Regions from separate parts of the Zea mays genome. Here regions 2, 3 and 4 are each linked to region 1. A link is a contact called in public Hi-C data. All regions are on one chromosome and are shown on one strand. The core of a region is the stretch at or near the end of the contact, and the rest is flanking DNA. Distances in the headings are between cores, read along the strand shown. Region 1 holds the start of LOC100192964. Region 2 holds the start of LOC103635325 (formin-like protein 7). Region 3 holds the start of LOC100304074 (IAA19 - auxin-responsive Aux/IAA family member). Region 4 holds the start of LOC103635321 (mucin-19).

What was found. Hi-C and Micro-C count contacts between places; a contact is called where the count stands out from the background.
Region 2: a contact with region 1 is called in a Hi-C map of endosperm, with 4 times the contacts expected there. The contact joins the promoter of LOC103635325 here to the promoter of LOC100192964 in region 1. A contact is called at or near these places in 2 of 25 Hi-C or Micro-C datasets (endosperm and tassel).
Region 3: a contact with region 1 is called in a Hi-C map of leaf, with 2.5 times the contacts expected there. The contact joins the promoter of LOC100304074 here to the promoter of LOC100192964 in region 1. A contact is called at or near these places in 3 of 25 Hi-C or Micro-C datasets (leaf and tassel).
Region 4: a contact with region 1 is called in a Hi-C map of ear, with 2.1 times the contacts expected there. The contact joins the promoter of LOC103635321 here to the promoter of LOC100192964 in region 1. A contact is called at or near these places in 3 of 25 Hi-C or Micro-C datasets (ear, endosperm and tassel).

What each region holds. Positions count from the first base shown.
Region 1 is chr8:69,004,682-69,007,576 of Zm-B73-REFERENCE-NAM-5.0, reverse strand. LOC100192964 reads left to right here and starts at 1,350. Exons shown (of 11, transcript NM_001138140.1): 1 at 1,350-1,461; 2 at 1,542-1,588; 3 at 1,719-1,779; 4 at 2,266-2,307; 5 at 2,389-2,456. The coding sequence starts at 1,405.
Region 2 is chr8:69,490,310-69,493,204 of Zm-B73-REFERENCE-NAM-5.0, reverse strand. It overlaps LOC103635325 (formin-like protein 7), which reads right to left and starts at 1,354. Exons shown (of 11, transcript XM_035961701.1): 1 at 378-1,354. The coding sequence starts at 1,319.
Region 3 is chr8:69,354,529-69,357,423 of Zm-B73-REFERENCE-NAM-5.0, reverse strand. It overlaps LOC100304074 (IAA19 - auxin-responsive Aux/IAA family member), which reads left to right and starts at 1,410. Exons shown (of 5, transcript NM_001165576.2): 1 at 1,410-1,977; 2 at 2,629-2,858. The coding sequence starts at 1,421.
Region 4 is chr8:69,279,824-69,282,718 of Zm-B73-REFERENCE-NAM-5.0, reverse strand. LOC103635321 (mucin-19) reads left to right here and starts at 1,484. Exons shown (of 1, transcript XM_008657804.3): 1 at 1,484-2,895. The coding sequence starts at 1,954.

The sequences.
Region 1 (2,895 bases), core at 101-2,600:
AATGTCCTTAGTGGGTCTAGACACATCCTTCAGCCTTATGACAGGATTGTACTTAGTTCGCATCAAGTCCCTTGTTCCCACAAGGCTTTGGGTCTCAAAGGGTTTAGAGCATGTTCGCTCACATAATGAGAGGGTGAGGACCTTAGAGCAACTCCAGTAGTTCTCTAATAGACTTCCTAAATCAACAATTTAAGTAGTTAACACAAAAACTCATCTCCAACAGTTCTCTAAATGAACTTTCTAAATTTAACAACTTCTCATCTAACCTTATTTCATCTCTACATTTGGCAATCGTTTAGCAACTCCCTAAACAAAAATGTTTGCTGCATTATGTAGATAATGAAGGTAATTGATGACATTTGTGACTTTTATTTTTTTATGTGGATAGATACAAAACAAAACTACAACCTATATTTAGAGAACTATTGGAGAACTCACATTTTTTACTCCCAAAGTTATTTAGCAACTTCTTAAATCTGTGATTTAGAGAGCTAAAATTTACATAACTATTGGAGTTGCTCTTAGAGCATCTCCAATAACTCCCCAAAAGTCTCCCCTAAATCCAATTTTTTTGAAAAAACACAAAAATGTGTCTCCAACGGTTCCCCTAAAGCGCTCCCAACATTTTTATAGCCCTTAAAACTCTCTCATTTGTAGCTACAAATGAGGAGTTTTTTGGCTCTCCAGAAACAATCTGTCGCTTTAATGGATCTATTGGAGAAATGATTAAAATCTACCCCCACTAATTATTTAGATGTCCCTTAAAACTGATTTTGAGGAGTCGTTTTCTGGAGAGCTATTAGAGATGCTCTTAGGGACCTTGGGACCAGCAGAGAGCCCCCAAACATCTAAGTGGTGTTAAGTGTTCGATGTTCCGAGTGATGAGTTGTTCTGAGCACTTGAATCCTTCGGAGCAAATGGGACCCAAGAGGCACTAAGGACAAGGGGAGGCCCTAAGGCATCAGAGGCCCTAGGGCCTAGTGGGTCCCGGTCCCTTAGTAGCACTTTACGAGACTTTATGGTGTATGTTCTTTTATGGTGTCTCGATGTCAAGTTAATCGATGTCACAACATTTCCAATACAATTGGCTATGGAATTGGACCTCCATTTTCATGAACACAATTCAAGCGTACACCCAAACAGACCTGAATAGAGTTGGGCTTGGGGACTCTGAATAGAGTTGGGCTTGGGTAGTTGAGATCCAAATTTCCGCCTTCAGGCTCGACAAAAAAAAGGCTCGGGTGACAGGGACACCGCGGGTGCAGGCCTCCAGGGGCACGGCGATGGGACAGCACGACTCTCTTCTCTGAGAAAACCCAACAAAAACCCTCGCTCGCCTCACTTGTTCGCTCACCTCGGTGCGGCGCGTCGTTCGGACACGGAGATACAGCGGCGATTCCGGCGATGGAGTACGTGAACCCCCTCACCGGCTTCCGCGTCGACGGCCGCCGCCCCAACGAGGTGATGCATCCTCGCCCGCTTTCCCCTACGCGCGGTTCACGCGAACAGCCCTATCTCACCCGGTGCTGGACATCACGCAGATGCGGCAACTCAAGGGCGAGGTCGGCGTCGTTGCGCGCGCAGACGGGTGAGTTAAGAATCTCTCCCGACTCTGATGGACTGGGTTGAAACGAACAGCTAGCTATTCGATAAGGGTTGGGACGGCGGTACGGTGCTCACTTTTGATCGGTTCTGCTGGTGTTTGTTGCTCTGCGCAGGTCGGCGCTGTTCGAGATGGGCAACACCAGAGTCATCGCCGCCGTCTACGGCCCGCGAGAGGTGATTCCCGTTATCCTACTTGTGTATCTCGGTGTCCACCAGAGTCATGTGCACTGCGTGTTTGAGGAAATGCCTCTTAGAGGGGGTTTCCATTTACTCGTGTACTATATGGTCGGTCGAATTCTCTGAACCAACATCGACTTTGATCTAATCTTCAGTAGTTTTTCCTAGTGAAATTGGGGATCATTTGGAAAAACTGACTTGCCTATTGTTTAAATTTTCTATATGCATGAACAGTGTGAAAACCACTAGGATCCATACTGGCCTATTGCCAGTAGCACATTATTTGTTTATACGTACACAATGTTCATTCCTGAGATGTACTGGAGAACTTGGAATTATGGAGATTTCAATCACTCATGTTCTTTACTTCCTGTCAGACTACTAAACACCAGGGGGCTTCACCTTCTATTGCTTTGTTGTACCTTCAATTTACTTTTCAGTGTAACCAAATAACAAGTTCATGCTCTTTGATTGCTCTTTCAGGTTCAGAACAAAGGTCAGCAAGTAAACAGCAAGGAGGCTTTGGTAAAGTTTCACTCCTCCAAGTGCATTATTTTGTTAGAGGCTGTTCTTTGTGCTGTGTTCCTGAGGGAGTTCTGTATGCAGGTTCGTTGTGAGTACAGGATGGCAGAGTTTAGTACAGGAGATCGGAGGAGAAAACCGAAGGGTGACAGGTACTTTCCAACTTGAACACAGTAAAATTTGATTAAAAGAAAAGTCCATCCTTGGGCATTCACAGCATTTGGTTCACTTACTATCAGGAAAGATTTCCGATGTTGCAAATGTGTTTTATTTCTCTACCTTATCAACAAGCTTCTTTTCTCTGAATCCTGTGTTTTTGGGATCACAATTGACTTTCCCAATACAGTAAACAATCCTCAGTGAATGTATGGGTGTCAGATGTTTTTGTAACAGTATAATAGTTGTGGATGGCTTTGTAGGCCTCACATGCCAATCTCTTTCTATTTACTATATTAAGCATCAGTTTCCACGGTTCCACGGTTTTTTACTGTCGTCGTGCTCCCCCACATTTAAATCGAAAAAGATAAAATTATGCACAAATGAGAATTTGAACTATGGTTGCTGGCTCCAAACTCACATTCACACCCACCT
Region 2 (2,895 bases), core at 105-2,604, 490 kb before region 1:
AATAAAAAGAAGTCATCTCAGCTCAGCAGCAGTAGAAACTGAAGCGAATCGAACCATGAATTCGACTCCAAGGCGCTTCACCTGTTCGCTCCACCAGCGAATCTGCACTTCTGCAGCTACCGCACGATGCTGTGACGGGATCGAACCACCGCCAATTGTCGTCCTAACAAATTTACCTCCCACGGTCGCACCCAAAAGCCGAGCAAAGAGGAACGCCGCGGCGGCATACCACCGAACACCTGGCGGGAGTGCACCCGACCCGTCTACGCAGTTACACGGGACAACGACGCACGCAAGGAGAGACAGGGAAAGCAAGCAGAAGGACAGGACAAAGAGCAGGCGACGTGACGTGAGGGGGATGGAGGCAGGAGGCGTACCGCGACGGCGAAGAAGGTCTTGTCCCTGATCTCGAAGAGCACCGTCATGGCCAGCGACTTGCTAAACCCCTGGACGCATCCACGCAGAAACACGAGCAACAAGCAAAGCCACCTCCTCTGCTTAACTAACACACCTAAATGAAGAAGAGGAAGTGAGAGGGAGGAAAGGTGACCCCGAGCAGAGACGATGCCGTTTTGGAGGAGGGCGGCGGGGCTCCGCGATTCCAATCTCGCGGGTCGCGGGATAGAGGTAGAGCAGCCGAGGCGAGGCGCTGCGGGCATGGGGATTTGATTTGCAGGGAGGATCTGAGGGGGATGGGGATCAGTGGAGCGGGCGGGGGAACGGTGGTTTGCGCGTGCGCGGAGGGGACCGAGCGAGGGCATGGCTGAGCGAGCGAGGATCGGGTGCTGGCGCATGCTCGTTGGCGGAGGGGGAGGCGGATCCGCCATGCGCGGGCATGCGGCTGGCTGTGCGCGGAGGGGGCCAAGCGGGATGGAGGCGAAATCCGCTGCACCCGCCATCCATGGCGGCATTTGTGGGGGAAGGGGCCTGCGGATTGCGGAGATCGCGCCCTTCCATCGACGATGGAGGCTGGCCGGCGGTGTGGGAGAGGGGGCGGGGTCATGGTGTAGCCCCTGGTGGACGTCTGGGGAGGCGTGATTTCTCCGTAAACCATGGATGATAGTCTTCCAGGAGAGCGTGGAGAAGGATGGAGGTTGGTGCTTCGCCAACGATGGAAACCTTGCCCGGAGCCTTGATTGAAGGTTAGGCCACATGGATTGCGCGAGCGAGGCCGATACGGTGGGAACGGGAATTGCGCATGGATTGCGCCGTTGAAGGAAGGTCGCAGGATGCCGGGCGGGGTGCGTCCGCCGGCAGGACGCGGGGTGAGGTGCGGCCGCGGGCGGGACGCGGGGCGGGGTGCGCCAGCGGCAGAACATGAGGGTGTGGACGCCTACACTATACACATAAGTAGTAGTAGAGATTGTGGGGACAAACATGCATCCTAGCATGTAGATTGCATATTCTTATTCAAATGTTTGTTATATTTGCTTGCTTTGGTTGTATTGTCATCAATCACCAAAAGGGGGGATTGTAAGGAAAATGGACCCCGGGCCATTTGGCTAAATGAGTTTTGGTGTTTGATGATTAACACAACCTATGAACGAATGTGTTTGCTAGTGTTTGTGTTTGTAGTTCACAGGATGCTAAAGTAACTTGGACCAAGACATTGAGGAAAGCAACACCTCAAAATAAGACATTATGAAGATCAAGTGAAGTCCAAGAGAAGAAAGAAGTGTTGCCTGCGGACTGTCTGTGCGAGAAGCACCGAACTGTCCGGTGCCACACACCGGACTGTCCGGTGCACCAGGAAATAGGAACCCTAACGACTAGTTCCAAGTGGCACTATGGAGAGAAGACCACCGGACTATCCGGTGTGAAGTCCGGACTGTCCGGTGTAAAAAGCCTGTAGCGCCAACGGTCACCTACGGTGTCAGGCCAACGACTAGGCGCACCGGACTATCCGGTGAACCACCGGACTGTCCGGTGTGCCGCAGAGAGCACATATTTTCTCCAACGGCTAGTTTTGTGTTGGCGGCTATAAATACACCCCCAACCAGCCATTTCCATTCGTGGGATCCCAAGAGACATACCAAGGCACATAGTTCACATTTCCAAGAGCTCATACACCCAAGTGCTTAATAGAATCACTCGGTAATTAGCGTATGTGCTTTGCGAAGTGCTTAGGTTAGTTAGACCCTCTAGCGCTTGCTCTAGGTGAATCCTAGTTAGTTGAGTGAGTTTAGATAAACCACACAACCCCTTGGCTTTTGCGCGAGCCGTTGTAATTGTACGGAGTGGGGCAAGAGTCTTGCGAGACCGTGACAACCGCGTTTGTGTCACGGCTGCCACCGTGTACCGGAGGGAACGAGGCCCGCGGCGTTTTCAGCCAAAAGGTCGATAGTGGAGACGACGGGGAGCGTCCGAGAGGAGCCGGAAGCGGAGCACCACTTGCGCGTGGAGAAGGCCCGCGACTCTCTACGGAGTTACTCGACCGAGGTGCTTGGCCCTCACATGGGCTTCCCTTTGCGTAGGGGCACCAACGAGGATTAGTCGGGACCTTGCATGGTTCCGGATACCTCGGTAAAAATACCGGTGTCATCCACGAGAGTTTGCATCTCTACCTTGCTCTTTAAGCTTCCACATTTATATTAAGCATTTAAGTTTCAATCTTGTCTTTATACTTATATAGTGTAGATTGAAACTTAGCCATTGCGGTAGAGATAGCAACACTTAGACAAAACCTAGTTTGCACATTCTAGTTTGATTATTTGCATAGGTTTTGCTCTAGGGATTTATTTGTGGCCTAGTTTAGTGAAAGTTTTAGACGTCCTAATTCACCCCCCTCTTAGGCGTCACCTGTTTTCTTCACGAACCACGAGAAAAAAAATCGCCGTGTCACCTATCTTTATTCTTGTGCGATTCTCTCTACTTCTACTCACTTTATAATTGCTC
Region 3 (2,895 bases), core at 161-2,660, 350 kb before region 1:
AATGCACTGGCTGGCAATGTGGCTTGCACACTGCAGCTCGACTGTCTCGGCGGAGTACCCTTGGCCGCTCCCGCTCTTTTGCAGCGACCAGACCAGAGTGTGCTAGCACTAGCACGGGCGAGCAGGCGGCGAGTAGTAGTAGTAGATGTGGGTGCTCTTTTGCATCATCACCAACCCTGGCATGATGGCGAGGTGAGCGGTGATGATGCACGCATGGAAGCGTAGGTAGCGCCGCAGAATTAATACTTCTGCCTACTCCTTCCTACAGGCTACAGCAGTGGTGGTGGTTTGCTGGCACTGCCGGTGGTGCGTGCATGGCTGCCTGCGCTGCGCAGCGCAGCGCAGGTATTGTCGCGCCGAAGACGACGACGACGACACCAGCGCCATCAATTCCGAGCCGCCCATTGCGTCGAATACCTGCGCGCTGTGTGTCCCATCAGACTGACGATGATGATACCTGAACGGGACATCATAATAATCGCAGCGACTAGCTAGTGCCCGGCTGCCCCGCACGTAGTAGTACAAATGATGCTTCGCTTCGCCTCGAAAGTTACAGGTGTTGATGAGTTCCAACGACGATTTGCATCTGCGGATGCAGCACGGCCAAACTGGGGAGGCGGGCGCCACCGTCCGGTAAAGTCGCCACGAAATCCGGGCCAGGTTCGCCCAAGACAGGGCAGGCGGGCGGCGCGCCGTGCCGTGCGCGCGTCTCCTGGCAGCCTGGCTGGCTCGCTCGGCGCCTCCCGGCTCCCGCAGCCCGGCACGGAAGAGGGGAGATGGCACGGCACACGGCAGGAGAGAGAGAGACAGACAGACAGCGGCAGGGGCAGCCACCAGCCGCTGCGCACGTCCACCTCGTGTGTCTGGTGGAGCGGTCGATTCGATTCGGAGACAGTACGACCTCGCGCCGCGGCCGCCACTAGAGGGTAGAGGCTGCGACTTCCCTCGCTCTGGACTCTGGACTGCGGTTGTGGGACCAGACCAGAGGCCCATTTCCAGCTTGCCGGAGCGGCGCCGGCCGGGCGGTTGGCATTGCAGCTGTCCGGTGTACTGCTGCATATAAAAAAACCGAAAAGGGAGATCCTCGCCGAGATCCTGTCGCTGCCAAAAGAAACATTTTACTAGCACTACTCTTGTGTCCTCTGCCAGTCAGTGTGCGTGCGCTCTGCTTTTGACGGCAACAGCTGCTCCTTCGAATCGATCCATGGTTGGTGGCTCAACTTTTGACTTGCAAAACAAAAACAAAAAAACAGGCCAAAGGGCGAAACGGTCGTTCCATGTCTGCCCTGCCCGGCCCGGCATCCAATTCCTGTGCGGCTGTGCCCGGCGAAACCACACGGCCCGAGACTGGAACTGGAGGGCAGAAAGCGCTTGCCCGCGGCCGGTCGGCCACTTGTCACTGTCACACTCACACACGTCTATGCCATCCACGGACCATGGTGTGCCCTCTACTTATCCTCCTCTCGGCTACCTCCACCATTCCTCTGCTCAGCTCGAACGAACAAAAAGGACTCACCTCGGCCCTCTCCTCTTGTGCTTCTGCTTCCCCACCGAGTCTCCTCAACCCCAGGCACTCGCCCTCTGTCCCCTCCCTTCCTCGCCTCCGATGCCGCCGCCGCCGCCGCTCCTCGAGCCGCGCGACTACCTCGGCGCCGGCGCCACCTCGTCGTGCTGCTCGTCGTGCTGCTCCTCCGGCCGCGAGGGCGCGGGGCCCCACCTCGCGCTGCGGCTCGGGCTTCCGGGGTCCGACGACTCCCCCGGCCGCGGCGCGGACACGGAGCACGCCCGCGCCCACGTCGACGCCGCGCTCACCCTCGGCCCCGGCCCCGGCCCCGCGCCTCCCAGGGGCAGCGCCAAGCGCGGGTTCGCCGACTCCCTCGACCGGTCCGCGAAGCTGGACGGCGTTGCCGCGGATGACGCTGCTGGGGGCGTCACGCGGGTAGCTGGAGCTGCTGCCGGAGCTCCGCCCGCTGCCAAGTAAGTGCGTGCTGCGGTTAATTGGTATTGGCTCGTCGTACGTAGGGACCCAGCTTTTGCTTTTCCTCGCTGTGGGAGGACGTATGCGATGGTAGTAGTAGTAGTAGCTCGTTGCGTTGTACTAATAACATGACTAGTGATGATTCATTGCGGGTGGCAATTAGGAGTAAAATTGATTGGAACCTAAGCACATAAACGCAAGACGAGGAGCAAAATTCCTGCTGTTCTTCAATTGCTTAGAGAATAAAAAGAAAGTGTACGCCCGCTTTTATAGCAAGCAAATACAGTATAGCATGGTATCGTATTCCTAACGTTGGACTAGGCCGACTAGCTGGACACCATCAGGACCAGCATCGATATGGTAGTCTCTTTTACCAAAAAGGCTTTCGTTTTCCCTTGTAACTGTCGCCACTGATATTTAAACGGCGTGGTTCCAAGTTCAAGTTATAGAGCCACTTCTGATGGAATTGTCACAGGCCATAAAGAAGTTTGTTTGGGATTAGAAGCAACCAGATTCTGTACCATGTAGGGGATAAGTGCATGTGCATCTAGGGAGTATCCCGGAGGTCTAGACAAAATGCACCCAAATGAGTCTTTTTTAGTTCTGTTGAGCAGAGACCTTTTCATGATAGCTTTTAGTGCCATGGACAGGGCACAAGTTGTTGGATGGCCGCCTGTTAGGAGCTACCGGAAGAATACCCTAGCTGCCAGTGCCACAAAGACAAATGGGGGAGATGAAGGTAGGAGTGAGGCGGGATGCTGTTATGTCAAGGTCAGCATGGATGGAGCCCCATACCTAAGGAAGGTGGACCTCAAGACCTATTCAAGCTATGAGGATCTCTCGCTTGGTCTGGAGAAAATGTTCAGTTGCTTCATCACTGGTAAGTGCTTCTGTTTTCTGTTAGTTTTTTTCTGCCA
Region 4 (2,895 bases), core at 235-2,734, 280 kb before region 1:
CCTAAGTTCCCACATGGAGATAATCTTAAGTCCCACAAGAAAATGATAAAGTCTATTATTTTGATATAAATTTAGACATTATTTCAAAGATTTTGGCCTAAAAATATGTTTAAACAAAAATGTGTTGTACAACAAAGTTATAGATCTCTTCGAGCTCTACAATTTTCATATAAACTTTATCTTCATCCGATTTCATATGTAAAAGTTATGATTTTATAACTATATTATTATACAGAAAAAGAAAAAACGGTACCCGAATTTCGGGTACCCGTATCCGACCCGAATCCGAAGCTATACTATCCGGGTATTACACGTATCCGTCCCGAATATAAAAATACTCGTACCCGTATCCAAAAAATATTCCCGAATCAGTACCCATATCCTATACCCGTTTCGAATACCCTGCCCGTTTTCACCCCTAACGAGGGCCGGCTGCTTCAGGACCAATACCGACGCAAGCATCAGTATCGGTTGCAGTTGCAGCTATCACATGCTTGTAGAGGGCATTAATACCAGCTGCTGCATGGTCTCGTCTACCAATAGTCATGTCAACTCTGTCATCATGGCTTTTTCTTTCTCCTTGTTGTTTGGGTGTTTCACGTCGTCGTCAAGAACAGATAGTGTCTACCGGACCGTCATCAAGAAAGAAACACACAACCATCTCTTCTTAAGCATACTGTTTAGTTTGTTAGTGCAAGTCGGTCTTAATCGTAATTGTTATGGTGCCTATGCATGTTTAGATATTGTATAATACTGATTCGTTTTTTTTGTTTAAGCATGTCGTCATGGTTATTCTTTATTTTTTGGATTAAATCAAAACCAAGCAATCGCCCAACACTTATGTGGTGTTTGGTTTTAGAGACTAATTTTTAGTCCCTCCAATTTATTCCACTTTAGTCACTAAATTGTCAAATATGGAAACTAAAATAGAGTTATAGTTTCCATATTTTGCAATTTATAAACTAAAGTGTAATGAAATGTAGGGACTAAAAATTAGTCCCTAGTAACCAAACACTACCTTAGTCACGTTGCTTCCATTTTACCGCCCGCTAGTGTTCTGTAAAGCGCTGCATGAGCCTGCTCATCTTCCTCTGACGTGTTAGCTCAACCTCTATCCCCTCTTCCCCATCAGAAATGCCTCCCATTCCCCATCAGAGGAGAACAATAGCTTTGTGTTCCTCGCTACTCCTTTCGCCTCCTCCACGTTGCTGTCTTCTACTTCCTTTCTATCCCCTTCCGTGCTGTTAACATGCTGTTCTTCCCACCAAACGAAACGATTCTTCTTCCTCCGCACCCGATCGATCACCCCAGTGCAAGACCAATAATGCAGCGGGCGATGGATGTGAGGTGGATGAGTGGTGGTCGGAGCGATCGGGATCGTGCGGCCGTACACCCGCGCAGGCACGGATCGCTATCAGCGGGGGCGTCCGGGACGAGGCGCCGGACAGAGGAGCACCCACCCACCCACCCACTCCGACTCGACTCGACTCCCTCTGCTCTCTGGCGTCCCCATCTGGCTGTAAGATTCATGAGGCAGGCAGCGATCGCAGTCGCAGGCAGCTGCCCAAGGACGGTGCCGCACATGCCACGGGCATGCTTGCCCCATATGGTACCCTGAGCCCGGCGGCAGCCTTGCTCATCGCTTTGCTTGTCCCCCTCCCTTTTGATCCCAGTAAAACGTTTCCCGCTTAAGCTCGTCGCACTGTTCCTGTCGCTCGCCGCTCAGTCGCTCCCGCGTTCTTCTTTTTACTGCGCCAGTTAAAGGCCACCGCCGCCGTACACGTGCTGTGCTACCTACTTAAACGAGCCACAGGGAGGGCGGCAGCTGGGCTTGAGTGGCTGACTGCGCATGCGGATCCGCTCGGCTGCGCGCGCGGGCAATCAGAGCCGCGGCACAGAGCATTCAATTCACTCGGGGTCGGTGGATCAGCTCAGCGTGGCGGCGACCTTGAGATGAGTCGCGCGGCGCAGACAGGAGGAGCCGGGGCCGGGGGCGGAGGCGCGGCGAGGCTCAAGGCGTCGCCGCGTGCGCTCTTCTCCTGCGGCATCTTCAGCACCTGCACGCACCCTGCGCTGAGCCCGACGGCGACGCCCAACAACAATGTGGTGTCGGGGAGCGGTGGCGGCGGCTCGGGCACGCCCTGCGCCGAGGCGTCGACCGCGTTGCCGGTGACGGTGGAGGCTGCGGCGGCGGCGTCGTCCACGCCACCGCCTCCGCAGCGGCAGCCGCACCACCAGCGGGCGCAGCGGAACGTCGGGCCGTCGTCGTCCTCCTCCTCGTCGTCCTCGTCCGCGTCGCAGAGCTTCACGCAGTGGAGGCTGCCGGTGCACCACCCGCAGCAGTCGCAGGCGCCGGCGTCGGCGTCCTCGAGCGGGGGGGACGCGCTGCTGGGCGCGGAGGAGAAGTTCGCGGCGGGGGAGGTGGTGGCGGCGCTGCGGGCGGTGGAGCGGGAGATGGAGGCCGCGGCGAGGCCGGTGCCGGCGGGGGTGGTGGCCGGGGTGGTCGCGGCGGTGCGGGAGCCGTTGACGGCGCCGGCGCGGCTGGCCGCCAAGGCGCTGCTCGCCGTGCTGCTGGAGGAGGGGAACCGGGAGGCGGCGGTGGAGGCCGGCGCGGCGTCGGCTGCCGTGGAGGCGGTGGCGGCGTCCGGGCCGGCGGGGGCCACGGCCGAGCGGGCGCTGGCCGCGCTCGAGCTGCTGTGCACGGCCCCCGGCGGCGCCCCCGCGGTGCGCAGGGAGGCCCTGGCCGCGCCGGTGCTGGCGCGCGCGGTGGAGGGCATGGCCGGCCGCGGCCGGGAGTGCGCCATCGGCGTCCTGGCCGCCATCTACGGCGCTGGCGGTGAGGATGATCGGGGGGCCTCGTCCTCGCCGCCTCCGCCGCCGGAGGTGGTGAAGGCG